Regions from separate parts of the Delphinus delphis genome. Here region 2 is linked to region 1. The links are chromatin contacts, called in public Hi-C maps. All regions are on one chromosome and are shown on one strand. The core of a region is the stretch at or near the end of the contact, and the rest is flanking DNA. Distances in the headings are between cores, read along the strand shown.

The links. A called contact is a pair of places that touch in the nucleus more often than the background predicts.
Region 2: a contact with region 1 is called in a Hi-C map of lung, with 2.9 times the contacts expected there. The contact joins the promoter of LOC132432614 here to the promoter of C10H6orf47 in region 1. A contact is called at or near these places in 2 of 3 Hi-C or Micro-C datasets (lung and muscle).

What each region holds. Positions count from the first base shown.
Region 1 is chr10:23,266,379-23,268,951 of mDelDel1.2, reverse strand. C10H6orf47 (chromosome 10 C6orf47 homolog) reads left to right here and starts at 1,269. Exons shown (of 1, transcript XM_060023286.1): 1 at 1,269-2,573. The coding sequence starts at 2,084. It overlaps GPANK1 (G-patch domain and ankyrin repeats 1), which reads left to right. Exons shown (of 4, transcript XM_069541121.1): 4 at 1-299. The coding sequence ends at 12.
Region 2 is chr10:23,404,073-23,406,645 of mDelDel1.2, reverse strand. It overlaps LOC132432614 (heat shock 70 kDa protein 1B), which reads right to left and starts at 1,274. Exons shown (of 1, transcript XM_060023263.2): 1 at 1-1,274. The coding sequence starts at 1,066.

The DNA of each region.
Region 1 (2,573 bases), core at 20-2,519:
CTTGAGTTCTGACTTGGCAAGTTCTGACCCTGGTCTGCTGCTGAAGTCTGAACTTGGGCCCCTGACCTAGGCACTTGGGCTTCTACTTCCTGGGGCCTGCCCAGGTTCCAGACCTTCAGGTTTTGATCAGTGGACTCTGCCTGTGGGAGAAAAGAGGCTGAGAGTTGAGAAATAAATCAAGCTTTTCCCCCTCTTTGGTGTTTTATTCACTTTTCTGGAAGCTGTTGCAGGGAAGCCAAACAGGCTGGGGGCCACATGAAATTCTACCTGAGCCAGAAGAGGCAGCAGCTCTGCTAGGTGGTATGATAGGGTCACCTCCCTGCCAGTCTGGTTCGCTCCTAGTCCCAGCCGCTGCCCAGAGTGCCCCACCTATTTTTTCAATCCCTGAACCAGGAATTGCCCATCTCTATGCAAGTCTAACTTCCCTCAGAAGGCATCCCCTGCCCACTCCATCCCTTGCCCACTCAATTCAATCATTGATTTCACAAACAAAGTTCATATACTATGTGCTAAGAATAGGGAGTAAGAGACTTTCCCAGTCTTCAGGTTGCTCACAGCTGGAGGAGACAGGATGTGATCAAATACAATGCATGGTGATAGAGGAGGTCAGGGAAGGCTCAGAGGTGATGAGAGTGGGTAGGGTCTTGCAGGAAGAGGCCAGTGTGATAGGAGGGCCTAAGATTATGCAGCCTGTAGGCTATTAGCTGAAACTGGGACCAGAACTCTGGCCTCCCAAATACACACTTTAAGCCAAGGTTGTTCATTTTGATACCTGAAAACTCCTGAGGGCAGGAAGCACATCCTATTTGTCTACACTTGCCCTTCCCACACTTCGTCTCCCGCGCCTCCCTTGTGCTGCTCATACTAGGTGCCAGGCACATGAAGCGCTCACTGTCGTCAAATCCAAGAGGTAAAATACGTGCATGGAGGAGCAAGGAAGGGCTACTCAAGTCCCAAGCCTCCTCTCAGCTTTCTTTTCCGGAAAATCCTTTCATGAAATCATAAACAAGAAAAGGGGACTAAAGGGGGCGGGCGAGTTTAAGGGAACACTGGCGTCACGGGGGCTCTAGACGACGAAAAGGGAAAGCTGGGTTTACATTCAGGCGTTGGGTCCCCGTGATCTTGACTCTGCGCCCCGCGGTACGGCCAGGTGCGCACTGATGGCGCGCACAAGCAGCGCGGGCGCGGGGCGGTGGTGGATCGGCAGGGTCCGCCCCGCGAGCTGCGGGCCCCGCCTCCGCCTGTCCCTCTAGTCCCGGTGCAGCTGCTTCCGGGCTCTGCGGCTCCGGGCGGATCCGCGAGGCCGCGGCCCGGACGCTGGGCCCGGGAGGGGCTGCAGCGCCTGGACGCCTGGCTCCCCAGGCAGGCCCGCGCTTTGCCTGGCAACCGGGATCTCCGAGGACATCTCCGGCCTGACCTCGCGGAGACCGAGTCTCAGCTGCGTGCTCAGGGGCCGGTGGGGCCACTTTATAGGGTTCATAGCCCTCTGAATCAAGGGACGAACGTTGCTGGCTGGAGTTTGCCGGATACCTCTTCCCTCACTCACCTAACAAGAGACTTCTTCCTGAGCTGCCTTAGGGCAGCAGTTCAGGACTCTCCCGCTCCGGAGCACCTAGGACCCAGGGCCACCTTCCTTCCTTCCTTCCTTCTTGGGAGAACCTCCTCCCCAGTTGCTGGGGCACCTTGGGACGTAGGCTTGGTGAGTGAAACTTGGGGTGCTGCCTGCTGGGAAATAAACCTGGAAAACAGGGAGGACACTGTGGGGGTGACCCAGGCTTTGTCAGATCCTGAGACTTTTGGAATCTTGTGTGCTGGGTGGTGGTGGTGAATGAACTTGGATGTGCCTTCCTTTACCTCAAAACTGTAAAGGAAACAAGCCGCTTGACACACTTGAGGCTGCATGACCATCCAGGGAAGTGGGGAGCCACTTCTGAATTCAGAGTAGGACTCACCAGCAGATACCTGTTCTTCTGAGCCTGAACAGACTGTGGCTTCTGAGGAAACCCTCAGCCCCCAAACCTGAGCGTCTAAGCAGTGCCAGGAAGCAGCCCCAGAATTTGGGGGCTCATTACACACCCCAACCATGTTCCTGCGACAGCTTGGTGGCTGGCTACCTCGCCCCTGGGGCCGCTGGAAATCAACGAGGCCTGACCTGCCCGCCCCAGAACCCAGACGGATGGACAGCTCCTCTGAGAATTCAGGGAGTGACTGGGACAGTGCCCCAGAAACCATGGGAGATCTGGGGCCTCCCAAGACCAAGGACTCAGGTGCACAGGGGAGCTCTGGGGCTGCTCCAGAACCAAGCAGGGAGTCCCAAGTTGAGCAACTGGGGTGCAAAAAAATGGATTCTCTCAAGTGGGATGAGACTGTCTCTAGCACTCAAGAGTCTGGGAGATTGGAGGCTGGAGAGACCATTCTCAAACCAGGATGGGATCCTGTGGACTCAGGTGGCACCAAGAAGCCTGGTGTGTCCCCTGAAGAGGGACTGAGCCCCCCTGGGCTTGAAGCCCCAGCGGAGAAGCCTGGCCAGCGTCAGAAGCTGCTGGGCTGGCTGCGGGGGGAAACAGGTGGGG
Region 2 (2,573 bases), core at 25-2,524, 140 kb before region 1:
CGTTGAAGAAGTCCTGCAGCAGCTTCTGCACCTTGGGGATGCGGGTGGAGCCCCCCACCAGGACCAGGTCGTGGACCTGAGCCTTGTCCAGCTTGGCGTCGCGCAGAGCCTTCTCCACGGGCTCCAGGGTGCTCCGGAACAGGTCCGAGCACAGCTCTTCGAACCGCGCCCTGGTGATGGACGTGTAGAAGTCGATGCCCTCGAACAGGGAATCGATCTCCAGGCTGGCCTGGGTGCTGGACGACAGGGTCCTCTTGGCCCTCTCGCAGGCGGTGCGCAGTCGCCTCACGGCCCGCTTGTTCTGGCTGATGTCCTTCTTGTGCTTCCTCTTGAACTCCTCCACGAAGTGGTTCACCAGCCTGTTGTCGAAGTCCTCCCCACCCAGGTGGGTGTCCCCGGCCGTGGCCTTCACCTCGAAGATGCCGTCGTCGATCGTCAGGATGGACACGTCGAACGTGCCCCCGCCCAGGTCAAAGATGAGCACGTTGCGCTCCCCCTTGCCCGTCCGGTCCAGGCCGTAGGCGATGGCGGCAGCCGTGGGCTCGTTGATGATCCTCAGCACGTTCAGCCCCGCGATCACCCCGGCATCCTTGGTGGCCTGGCGCTGCGAGTCGTTGAAGTAGGCCGGCACAGTGATCACCGCGTTGCTTACCGGGTGGCCCAGGTACGCCTCGGCGATCTCCTTCATCTTGGTCAGCACCATCGACGAGATCTCCTCGGGGTAGAACGCCTTGGTCTCCCCCTTGTAGCTCACCTGCACCTTGGGCTTGTCACCGTCGTTGATCACCCGGAAAGGCCAGTGCTTCATGTCCGACTGCACCACAGGGTCGCCAAACTTGCGGCCGATCAGCCGCTTCGCGTCGAACACGGTGTTCTGTGGGTTCAGCGCCACCTGGTTCTTGGCCGCGTCGCCGATGAGCCGCTCGGTGTCCGTGAAGGCCACGTAGCTGGGGGTGGTGCGGTTGCCCTGATCGTTGGCGATGATCTCTACTTTGCCGTGCTGGAACACCCCCACGCAGGAGTAGGTGGTGCCCAGATCGATGCCAATGGCCGTGCTTTTCGCCATGCCGGTGTCCTGTCCTCTCGGCTCCGCAACGAACTTCAGACCTGAAAACGGCCAACGAGTTCAGCGACGAGGAGCTCGGTTCTTTCGGATTCCGAAACCGAACGCGCCGGTGCCGCTCGGGGTGGTGTTCGCAAAGAGTGTGTCTGCAGAAGCTGCTCTCACCAACTACACGAATCTTAGTAGCTCTCTCAAGGCTCGCCGTTTCTCTGAGGGCTGCTCTGTGTTTATAATTTTTCAACAAGCTCCGCCTTTTCCCTCCTCAGCCAATCACCGAGCTCAGTGTGGCTGCCGGGTCGGGAATATTCCAGGGGTTTCTCCTCAGGTCCTGCCCCCTGGTTTTCTGGGACCAATCAGCCCCGTGGGTGCCACCCCTCCCAGAACTCTCCAGACTCTTCTCGGATTCGCTGGAGGAAACGGGAGTCCTAAGGGGAGGGGGGAGAGGCCCTGGGAAGAGTCGTTGTTGACTCCGCCCACACAGTCTCCGTTTCCCTGGTGAGCCGCCTGCCAAGTAGTTGGCTGTCGACCGGAAGGATGAGTCCTAGGCTTGTAACAAGTAGGGCGGTGAGAGGCTCGTGGGGCTCAAATAAGTTTGGTTGTTTAAAGTAGGATTAGGGGGTACACGATTCCGGGGAGACCCAAATTACAGAAAGATCCGGAGTTTCTCTAAGAGGGTGGGGTATCTGTGGCCCAAAGAGACGCTGATTGGAGCCTGACGCTGATGGAAGCAGCCACGTTTGGACCGGTTCGCGGAGGGGCCAGGCTGCCTGAGAATTGCCTTGGCCCTCCCGGCGTTTTTCCCATCTTATTTTTAAAGTAGGACGGACAAGGAAAGAGATAATGAAGTATAGTTTTGGCGTCATCTTTAGCCCTATATGGATGGAATATCTGGGGATGGGAAAATTTTAATTTTCAAAAGAAAAGTAATCAGGTAAACAGACGGTTCTTAAATTGGAGAAGTTCCCAACGCCTTAAAAGGGACGCGTTCGGTCAGGGGCGTGGGGAGGGAAGGGCAGGGTTGGATCCACCGCGCCCCTGTCCCCGCCCAGAATCGCTCCCGTTTTCCTCGGGCTGGACTGGGACTTGAGAAAGAAAAATGATCTCTATAGAAATTCAGCTATCGGGCTTCCCTGGTGGCGCAGTGGTAGAGAGTCTGCCTGCTGATGCAGGGGACACGGGTTCCTTCCCCGGTCCGGGAAGATCCCACAGGCCGCGGAGCGGCTGAGCCCGTGAGCCATGGCCGCTGAGCCTGCGCATCCGGAGCCTGTGCTCCGCAACAGAGGCCCGTGTGCCGCAAAAAAAAAAAAAAAAGAAATTCAGCTATCATTAGGCCTTTGGGGCTTCTCCCAGTTCCTCACTTTCCCAGCCTGGGTTCCGGGCCACCCCCCTGTTTCCTTTATGCCTTTTTTTTTTTTTTTTTTTTTGGGTACGCGGGCCTGCTCACTATTGTGGCCTCTCCCGTTGCGGAGCACAGGCTTCGGACGCGGAGGCTCAGCGGCCATGGCTCACG